2 separate regions of the Mus musculus genome follow, and region 1 is linked to region 2. The links are chromatin contacts, called in public HiChIP or PLAC-seq maps. All regions are on one chromosome and are shown on one strand. The core of a region is the stretch at or near the end of the contact, and the rest is flanking DNA. Distances in the headings are between cores, read along the strand shown.

Region 1 (4,763 bases), core at 2,055-4,554, 400 kb before region 2:
CCCCCCCCCCCATAACTGCTTTTCTATGTTCATCATGATTTAACCTTTGTTCATGCTGAATAACCAACTGCTTAGGACATAGCCTAGAACTAATTCGTCTTTCAAATCCAACATGATTCCTCTTCCCTCACACTCTTCTGTTGCTCAACCCAAACCCGTTTTTAGCCTTCACTACATATTTTGAGATTGTAAGCTAAAGTGTTTTCCCCCATTGGTCTCTAAGCACTATACAGCCTTGTCTTACTTGGCCCCCATCTCAGGACCAGGATCATGGTGAACACTGTCAAATCTGACCAAGTGCAACACTGCCTTAGGACTTTCTTGGACCTCAGCCGTGGCGGTCTCTGCCTTTGCTGAGCCCCAGTTCTGTGACTCGGGGCATCTAAGCTCAAATTGTTCTTAAGGGGGGGGGGGCTCTGTTCTGTCAGTCCACTTCAGTCCTTACGGCTACTAAGTTACAGGCTCCTTGTGTCAGCCCACAGTACCTAGAAGTGTTGTTTGGATGGAAATACCAAAGCAAAGCTGGAGGCTGTTTGTTTTCTAAGAAAGGGGATAGTACTAACCTGATCATGAACCACAGAAAACACCCTATTTTCTAGGAGTAGAACTGCCCTGGTCAAATGTGATGGAGATTGTGTCTGTAATCAACTCCCATTTATCCCGGGCTTTCTGTAAGCCAGCAATGTTACATACATGAACACTCCCTTCTTATGATAGGTTCCTTTGTCTTCATGAGAGGACCCAAGAAAATGTAGAAGGTAAGGTTCAATGACTCTCCAGGGTCACCCAGCTCTTTAAAAAGACCCCACACAACACTGGAGAGGATTGGTACCACAGCCTGTATTCTCCATCACTCCAGGCTCAGGCAGGCTGAGGATTCTCTGTATATTCTTTCCTATGCTTCCTTAGTCGTGGCACAAGTCCACCCTGTCTCCCTTGGGGATCAGAGAACAGCAAGAGCTACGCTGGGCTGGACTTTTATGTGTGACTGCATTTCTGTTGACAGTCCCGGATGTCATCCTGGGGCTTGGGAAAGCCCAGAGGCACCTGAAGCAATCTGGTTTACCCAGACTTGAGAGCTTAGAATGACCTAGGGCCAGCAAGGAGGCCCCCAAGGGTCAGTGCTAATTGGGGCCGATTCCCCAGGGGTACACAGCCCAGACTGTTCCCAAGGAGTTCAGCTGGAACTAGATTGCTTCAGGAATGTGAGCCAGGCAAACAACTGCTCAATTGTTTGAGCCCCTGAGCTTGGTCCCCAAGCAGCTTCCCAGCTAAATGTAGGCCAACAAGATTGCTGAAAACTGTTGGCAAAGCTAAACGCAACACTTCCTTCATTTGCATTTAAAAATTAAAGTTCAGCCTTGAAGTGGGCATTAGGCAAACCCTCCCTAAATGAATACCGAACAAGTGCATGAGATCACCCTGGCACCCCAAGCGCTCTGCTCCCCAACTCTTGCAAGCAGAGAATGGTTTGTTTGCCATGACTCTTTCTCTACCACAGTCAAGACCTTGAAGCTGCAACCTTCCGATCGAAGGTGAAGCGTTTTAACTGACGGCTTTGTGGGTAACTCTGGGCTTCTCTCTAGCATCGCTGTTGAGACGGTTTCTTGACTTGCCTATGTTGAACACATGTCCAGAATCAACCCGCATCTATGTCTGGCATTTACGCTTAACGCAGATGGCAGATGTTAGCATGGAGATGTTCAGGGTCAGTCAGAAGTATCCAAGACATCCTCCTGCTCAGCCCATCTGCTCCTGCCTTCTCCTTCCCAAGATGCCTACACTATAGATTTGGTTAAGATTTTTGTTCATTTACTGGCTCTGGAGAAAGCAAAGGTTTCTCCACGTCTAGTCCCCCACATCTCTTGTGTGATGGTTCTCTGAAAACATGGTAGTATCAGAACAGCAAAAGTTGACAGATTCCAGCCTGTCACCAAATGCCTGTTTTTTAGAATTGAACTCCTTTTAAAAGTACAGCTCTAGGACACTCTGGGCTCCACTGTATGGAATCATGTCTGCAAACGGACCCTTGACTCACGGGAATTGATATTTTTAGGTGTATTTTGAGACTTTATTGGCTCTTATCTACCTTCATGGACTTTATTCGTATACATCTTATCCTTGTGAATCAACGACACCACCTCTGACTTGACTGGGCTGACTGGACAGATGTGGCCAGCCCAGCCCTGGTTAACACTGCCTAAAATGCTTATAAATTAAATCATAGACACAATGTAGCTTCCCTCCAAGCTTAAAGTTCCCCCTTCCTTCTAAAGCTGGCTTCTGGCTCCTCAGGATGGGCTCTTTTTAAGGGAGCACTATCCTTGCAGTGTTCTGACATTAGATGACTAAACAAAATTGCTGTGGCCCTTTGAGTTTCTGGGTACATGTTTGTTTAGAGGTGTTGTTTTTATTTGGGAGGCGGGGGTTCTCCAGAGAAGCTTGGTTTGTTGTCTGTGCCCATGATCAAATTACTTTGTAAATGGCATGAAAATGCTGTGTATGTGTATACACACACACACACACACACACACACACACACACACACGGTTGAATCTACCAGAGCTTCATTTTAAAACCATGTGGGTCTACGGCCATTTCCACCAAGGCAGGCCCAGATAAGCGAGGCTTGTTTGTGTGCGTGGTCATGTCCATCCTGAGCCCATGTCTAATTCTGTGGGCTCCCTTCTGGTTTGTGGCGCTGTTGTATCTGAACCTAACCCCCCTCTCTCATCACAGCAAAAAGTTTCTTAAGAGCTTAACTTACAGCCGAGTGCCAGCTCCCCCCATTTAATTTGTCCTGCTACCCCGGCACTTGTCATGTGTGTTCAGGCAATGGTGAGGTCAGTTCTCAGGGCCCAGCTCTCTGGACACCCTCAATGATGACCTCATTAGAGGCACAGATGTTTGCTGCACTTTGGGAGATGGGGAGAAAGCAGAGCAGTAAACTAGGCCAGCTTGCAATAAGGCTGTTACCCACAATTCAAGATAAAATGCCGGATAGTTCCCACTAGGTTCTGGTCGGCTAGGAGACAGCAACTTATTAATCTTGTGTCAGAGAGCCAGCTGCAGCAAGGCCGTTTCCATATTTCACCACTAACCCTATGTCTGGACAGCCATTGTCTTTTCTTATGAAAAAACTCTACAAATCAGCTGCGTTCTCTCTCTGCCTCTCTCTCCTCTCCTCCTTTAGCTCCGCAAAGCCCCCCACTTGTCCTCTTTGGAGAGTCGGGGCGCACCCTCCAGCCTGGGCCTGGCTTACTAATTCAGAGCCCGTGCTTACTTTCTAACTTTAATGATATTCCCTCAGCGTAGCACTTCGGTTGCTTGGCGACCGGATTTGAGCTAGGCCTCTCATTTGATTCCCACACATCAGACCCTGAAAAGCACTTTTTTCCCCCGTCCCTCAGCTTTTGATTCTTTCTGCTCTGAAACCCTTCCCCCGCGGTGTCAGTATGGGTGGGCAGAGCGGTGGTAGGAGGAGGCCAAGGGTGAAGGGCGGCCTATAGTGCACTGGTTACACATCAAGGCCTCCAAACAAAGCCTCCGGGAACCCTCCCTGACCAACACAAATTCCCCTCAGAAAAAGCAAATTTGGCTTTCCCTCATAGTGTGGGTGTCGTTTTGAGACTTTGCTTAGATACTTTATTAAATCTGATGCCTCTCATTGTTTTTTCTGCTGTTTCTCCCCAGAGACTTCCCATATCAACAAGTTGCTGTAGGCATAAGCAAACAGATTACAGAGAACTGAAATAATCGAACAGACAGCAGGCTGGCACCCACGCTTCTGATAGCTTCTAATTAAATCATACTATCTGTTAGTGAAGAACCCTCTATCTTGGTGTTGGGGGAGATGTGCTGTTTACCCCCACGATAAGGAAACATTTTATGCTAAAATGTGTATGTGGACATCCATGGTGCGACTGGCAAAAAGATGAGGGGAAAAATTTTCCCCATTTTTGTCTTTTTAAAGAAAAATAAAAATGCTATATATGCTATTGAAAAAGATCCACTGTAGAAAACAAAAACCAAAAAATAAAAAATCAAGGCGTTGAACATACTTCTGTGTTTTGTGGTTGAAGCTCTAACACAAGAGGGGACAGTCAAGGAAGGACTCAAAATGAAGGATGCTTGAGTTTTCCGATAGTGTTGTTTCCATTGAAATTATATTATGCAACTATGTCCTTAAGAGGCACACACCACACACAAACCACACCACACACACACACACACACACACACACACACACACACACACACACTCATAGCAAGGAATGAGCTGCTTCACTGACTAGAGCCAGTGAACAGTCATGCTTCTGCATACAGATTCCAGACACACGGGAGTATGTTCTTACATGTATATAAATGTACGTATAGTCTATTACACAAGACTGTGTGCAATCTATTATACGTAGTCATGTATAGTCTATTTTAAAGAGAGACACACAGAAGCATGTTTCATACATGTGTGTAGATTCGTGTCTATGCATTTAGACACGGTGTGGTGGTCTGTTCTAGAATGTAGCTCAGATATTCTTGTTGGCTTCCTTTCTCACAGATCCCTAAGGACTTGCTCACACAATGCCCACTCTCACATGCCAATCCTGTGTCCTGATGGAAGTGTGACCTTCCCACTCCATGGACACTTGAAAGCTGGGTTCTTAGACCTTATTGTCTTCCTGTTGGACTTACAGGAGGCTGACAGAAGTCTGTTGTCTCCTTCTCAGCAGTGATTAAACCAGTATGCAAAGCTCTTGCCTTCCA
Region 2 (4,981 bases), core at 2,463-4,962:
AGCAGAGCAGGGACCAAAACTGAGCTCTAGGTAAGGAGGCTAAGCAGGCTGCTGTTTCTCCAGCTCTCATCAGTGAACTGGGAACCCTGGCCCCTGCTCATCCTGCTTGCTCTGTTGTCCTGGGCATGCCATCCTTCCAAAGGCCAGAACTAGCCAGGCGGGCATGGTGGCGCACGCCTTTAATCCCAGCACTCGGGAGGCAGAGGCAGGCAGATTTCTGAGTTCGAGGCCAGCCTGGCTTACAAAGTGAGCTCCAGGACAGCCAGGGCTATACAGAGAAACCGTGTCTCGAAAAACAAAAACAAAAACCAAAGGCCAGAACTAGTTCCTGAGCCTTGGCTCAGGCCCAAGTTACCTGTTCAACTCCTGATGCCTTCCTGGTGGGCAAAGGGAAGATTAAAAACAACAAATAAACAAAAACAGCTAAGTGGAGACCACACACTTCCTCTGCTCCACCCCCACTGCCACTCTACCACGCTGCTACCAAACAAGAGTTACCTGCTCTGTTACCTGCTGCTCATTTGCCCCAACAGGAGGCCACATCTCTGCCTTGGCCTTGGAGAAGCAGACCACATAAACTGGAGAGAAAGGCATAAAGATAGGCAGCTTCTCCTTCCCTGGGATAGGTTTGGCTTTTGGTTCTGTTTTTTTTGTTTGTTTGTTTTGTTTTTTGGAGGCAGGGACTCCTATATCTCAGGCTAGCCTCAAATTCACTGTGAATTGGAAGTTTGCCTACTTCCCAGCTGATGAGATAAGAGGCCTGCACCAGCACCCAAAACCTTAAGGAACAAACAAAACATTCGTTTTTCAGGATCTAGCTTCTTAAGAGTAGTCCTCATCCCTAATCAAGAAAACTCTTTGCAACAGATCATAACAGAAAACCCCAACCAATCACACTGCAGAATCGTGGGGCCCAGTTACTTGGTTACAGCTATAACCCCACCCTCACCCCTTCTCACACACACACACACACACACACACACACACACACACACACACACACACCCCTAAGGCTCAGGGAATAGTACAGAACACTGGGCAGAAAGATTGTAAAAGCCAAAGAATTGTGGGGGAGGGGGCGGCTGTGAGGCTCTCTCTCCTAGGAATGTCACCTGAGAAGATTAAAGGACATGACTGATTAAATATGAGCTGAATAAGGATGATAGGAATGGACAGACCAAGATGAGTTTGGAAGGAGATCACAAGGCTTCACCCCTGTACAAAGAACTACAGGCAACCAGGAGCAAGAGTGGCAGGAATAGTCTTCCCCAAGGAAAAGCACATGAGCTGTTTATCCAATGCCGAAGTGCAGCCCTGAAACACACATACATACGAGTAATACTGTACAGTCTGAGCAGGAATATATGTATATGTATATGTACATGTATATGTATAGAAATATATGTGTATAGACACACGCATATATGTATGTATGTATGTAATGACAATTAATGAGAAGAAAAGCAATTTGAAAGAGCAAGAGGAAGTATATGAGAGGGTTTGGAGAGAGGAAATAGAGGATGTAATTATAACCTCAAGAAATAAAAGAGCCAGGCAGTGGTGGCGCACACCTTTAATCCCAGCACTTGGGAGGCAGAGGCAGGTGGGTTTCTGAGTTCCAGGCCAGCCTGGTCTACAGAGTGAGTTCCAGGACAGCCAAGGCTACACAGAGAAACCCTGTCTTGGAAAAACCAAAAAAAAAAAAAAAAAAGAAAGAAATAAAAAGAACTTTGTACATTTCCCAAGCAAGATTTTACCAAGCAGGAAGGACAAAGGCAGTCCCAATTCTGTGACTCTGTCCCCATATCTTCTCAGAGAGATGCTGGCGTGAGGATGATGGAGCATCATCCTTGCTCTCTTCTAGGACCATCTCATGCTTTTTGTTTTGCTTTTTTATATTGATGCCATAAAATGACATACTCCTCACACTCTTTTTAGCCTCTCCACTTGTGGATGGTTTGAACTCACAACTTGATTTGCCCAATAGAATATGACAGAGAGGGATTTGGCCAGTTCAAGGTTTGAGCCTACAAGGGCTATGCGTTTCCCTTTAACTTAACACACTTCTAGCCTGCAACCGTGCTGCGGGATGCCAAAACCGCAGGGAGATTTCTTGAGGAGAAGCATGGGTTTCTGTTTGACCAGTCAAGTAGCATGACTTACTGATCGCCTCCAACCATTACCAACGTCTCCCTGTGCACTGTGTGAGGAACCGCTCTGAAGGCTGAGAACGGGTGGATTACAGATAACACGGCTTAGTGATTCCACTGGGGCCAGAGGATGCTCAGGTAACTGAACCACAGCTCCATGAGAAGTGAAAGGATGACAGCTGTTTCAGGCAATCAAGTTTCATACTGTTTTATTAGGCAGCAAGGAGCAAATAAGCATTATCCATCAAAGGATAGGACAAGCAACCTTTGCCCTCTAGCCATGAGATTAGACTCGGGACTCCTACTAGGTACATAAGTGTGTATACACTTGAGATATATGACATATCAGTGTCCTGAAAGCTGTAGCTGTGGAGAACATCTAGAGCAAGCACACACACACACACACACACACACACACACACACACACACACACCACAAAACCAAACAAAACCCGCAGACTGGTGGGGACATATTGGTGCATGCCTATAATCCCATAACTCCAGAGGCAGGCAGAGGGAAGTGAATCTGTGTTTTCCAGGCCAGTCAAGGCTATCTTGTGAGAGTCTTAAAAGCAAGCTGCAGCAAAAGCCCTCACACGAGAGTAACAAAAAGAACTTGCACCCAGAGATGTTTTATTTTTAAAATTTTATGTATTATTATTTTGTGTGTGTGTGCGAGTGTGTGCGTGTGTGTGTGTATACATGTCATGGATCCTTTGTGGAGGACATCAGAGAATGACTGTGAAGTTGGGTCTCTTCTACCACATGTGTTCCCAGGATCGAACTCAGGCCCCTAGGCTTCTGTGGCAAGCTCCTACCCACCAAGCAGGCCGTTCCCAATTCCTCACCCATTTTGAGTTTTAAAAATAACTAGGTTTGGTAGCTTCTTTTCCTCCAAACCTTCCAAGCAAAGAAACGTCAAACTCACAACATATGTCTAGCCATCATGATATGACATTTATATCGATTTTAGAATTGGGAAAAAAAAATCACTGGGATTTACAGATGCAAAATTGATTCAGATGAAGTTTATGTGACCTTTTTTTCCCTTTTCTCATCCCAGTAAATAAGTTCCCAAGGAAAAGTATGGGCATCATCTCTAACAAAAGTAATCAAATAAAGCCAGAACAACGTAGACCAGACGAGACTGATAGTTGTTATTTGGAACACACAGCTCTCCAATCTTGTCTCCCTGGAAGAAAAAGCAAAACGCGGGCACTCATCGATCGCATCCTCCCGTGGCCTCCTGCCCAGGCAGGATCTTTCCTCTTCCTTGAGGAAGATGGGGAGGGGGGGGGGCGGTAAGGACGACGGACTTCTCTATGTGGCCTCGTGGTACAAGTGACCATGGCTGCAGAGGAGGAGAAAAGCCCGTGAGGCTGAAAATTTTTGCAAAGAGAAAACAATTGTCCCGCAGGCCACAGTAAATAAAATAACAGCGGTGGGGCGATTTGCAAGCATGTAACGCGCTTTTGTGCGGGGCTGCTCCTGCGGGCCTCGAGGGTTTCTGTGCGCCTTCTCCGCAGGACCTCCGTGACTGGCCTGCAGCACAAAGGCCGAGACTGCGCCCCTCCTCCAGTGGCTCACCCCCAATCTTCCCCATGCTGAGGAGGTCTTACAGCGCACTGAAGACTTTCAGTGGGGTGCAGGGCAGTGCAATTTAGGATTTCTACAGTACCGGGTAGATTTTCAAGCCTGGCAGACAGGGGCCAGATTTAAAAATAGCCTTTACTCACCCGATTAACCCTTTCCTTGCTGAGCTGCTCTTTGCTATTGCTTGCTCTCAACAGTGCAAGACCCAGCTTCTCGTGGTTTGGAGACCAGTTGAATAAATGTCATGATTCGTTGACAAAATTTAAATTATTGTAGTCTTTTATGGTAGGTTTGAAGGGGGAAGGGGACTATCGAGCAGGGGAGAGGTGATGACCAAAGGGGGGTGGAGAGAGAGAGAGAGAGAGAGAGAGAGAGAGAGAGAGAGAGAGATATCCTGGTTAAAGAAGAGACTGCCGCATTGCCCTCACATGGGGACCGAGATGAGTCTGTGATTACTTTAATGACCATGAAACTTGAGTATTCAAAGAAATAAATGAAGCTATGTAATCACCTTTTAAGTCCTATCAAAGGCCAGTGAAAGCACGATGGGAGGGGCCGTTATATAATAGCGTTTATGTCCCACAGGGCTCTGCAGGTCAAAGAAAGCAAGGGCGGATGTGTTAGGGGGAAGAGCAGGACCGAATTCGACCCTATCTCGAAAGCCTTATCCAAAGCAAGGAAGGACCGCCCGGCCCATTGAGGCCATGGTGGGCTCCTCTGAGCATTTTGACCAGGAAAGTTCTACTGATGTTCTGGGTTTCTGAAAGTTTTACGGTTCAAGTCAGCCCGAAGACAGGCGAACACCATCCAGTGTGTACCTGTATGCTTTAACTTTTAAGTAAAACCACATGACCCAATCAAAAGGCAAACTCCTGATTATCTTAATGTGATGCTATTTTAATATTTCTAACTCTTTCTTTGTTTGTTAAAGTGGCGTTATTGGCCTTCTGCTCTCTCTGGGGCTGAAGTCATCGATCCTTTTGCCTCTACCTCCCAAATGCTGGGACTGCAGGTGTTTACCACAACCTACTTTGGCCTGGTTCGGAGTAGCATTTGGGATCCAACATGGGCCTTGAGAATTTTAGGCAAGAACCCTATCAACCGAGCCATATGTCAAGCCTCAGACATTTGTGATTTTGGTGAACTTTCGTTTTTCCAACCTGTTCCTCTAGCACGGGTGGCAGCTGGCTTCCAGTTCTGCTTGCCCTCACTGCTGTTCAGCTCAGTGTGCCAGGGTC

The links. HiChIP or PLAC-seq counts read pairs in DNA pulled down with a chosen protein or histone mark.
Region 1: a contact with region 2 is called in an H3K4me3 HiChIP or PLAC-seq map of embryonic basal ganglia, with 5 times the contacts expected there. The contact joins two enhancer-like sites. A contact is called at or near these places in 5 of 115 datasets of contacts at active chromatin or transcription factors (astrocytes, embryonic basal ganglia, embryonic forebrain and 2 more) and 1 of 9 other capture datasets (embryonic trunk).

What each region holds. Positions count from the first base shown.
Region 1 is chr3:35,087,097-35,091,859 of GRCm38.p6, reverse strand. No RefSeq gene overlaps it. Among named protein-coding and RNA genes, the nearest start is that of Gm35255, 140 kb to the right of the region's middle. Within about 2 kb of position 3,304, at least 64 of the 459 cell types and tissues checked have an H3K27ac peak or open chromatin away from gene starts, as enhancers often do. A contact at or near this core is called in embryonic basal ganglia and embryonic forebrain, where this site is marked.
Region 2 is chr3:34,691,027-34,696,007 of GRCm38.p6, reverse strand. Gm34941 (a long non-coding RNA gene) reads right to left here. Exons shown (of 2, transcript XR_389667.3): 1 at 3,887-4,981; 2 at 3,087-3,501. Among named protein-coding and RNA genes, the nearest start is that of Gm34941, 4.1 kb to the right of the region's middle. Within about 2 kb of position 3,712, at least 64 of the 459 cell types and tissues checked have an H3K27ac peak or open chromatin away from gene starts, as enhancers often do. A contact at or near this core is called in embryonic basal ganglia and embryonic forebrain, where this site is marked.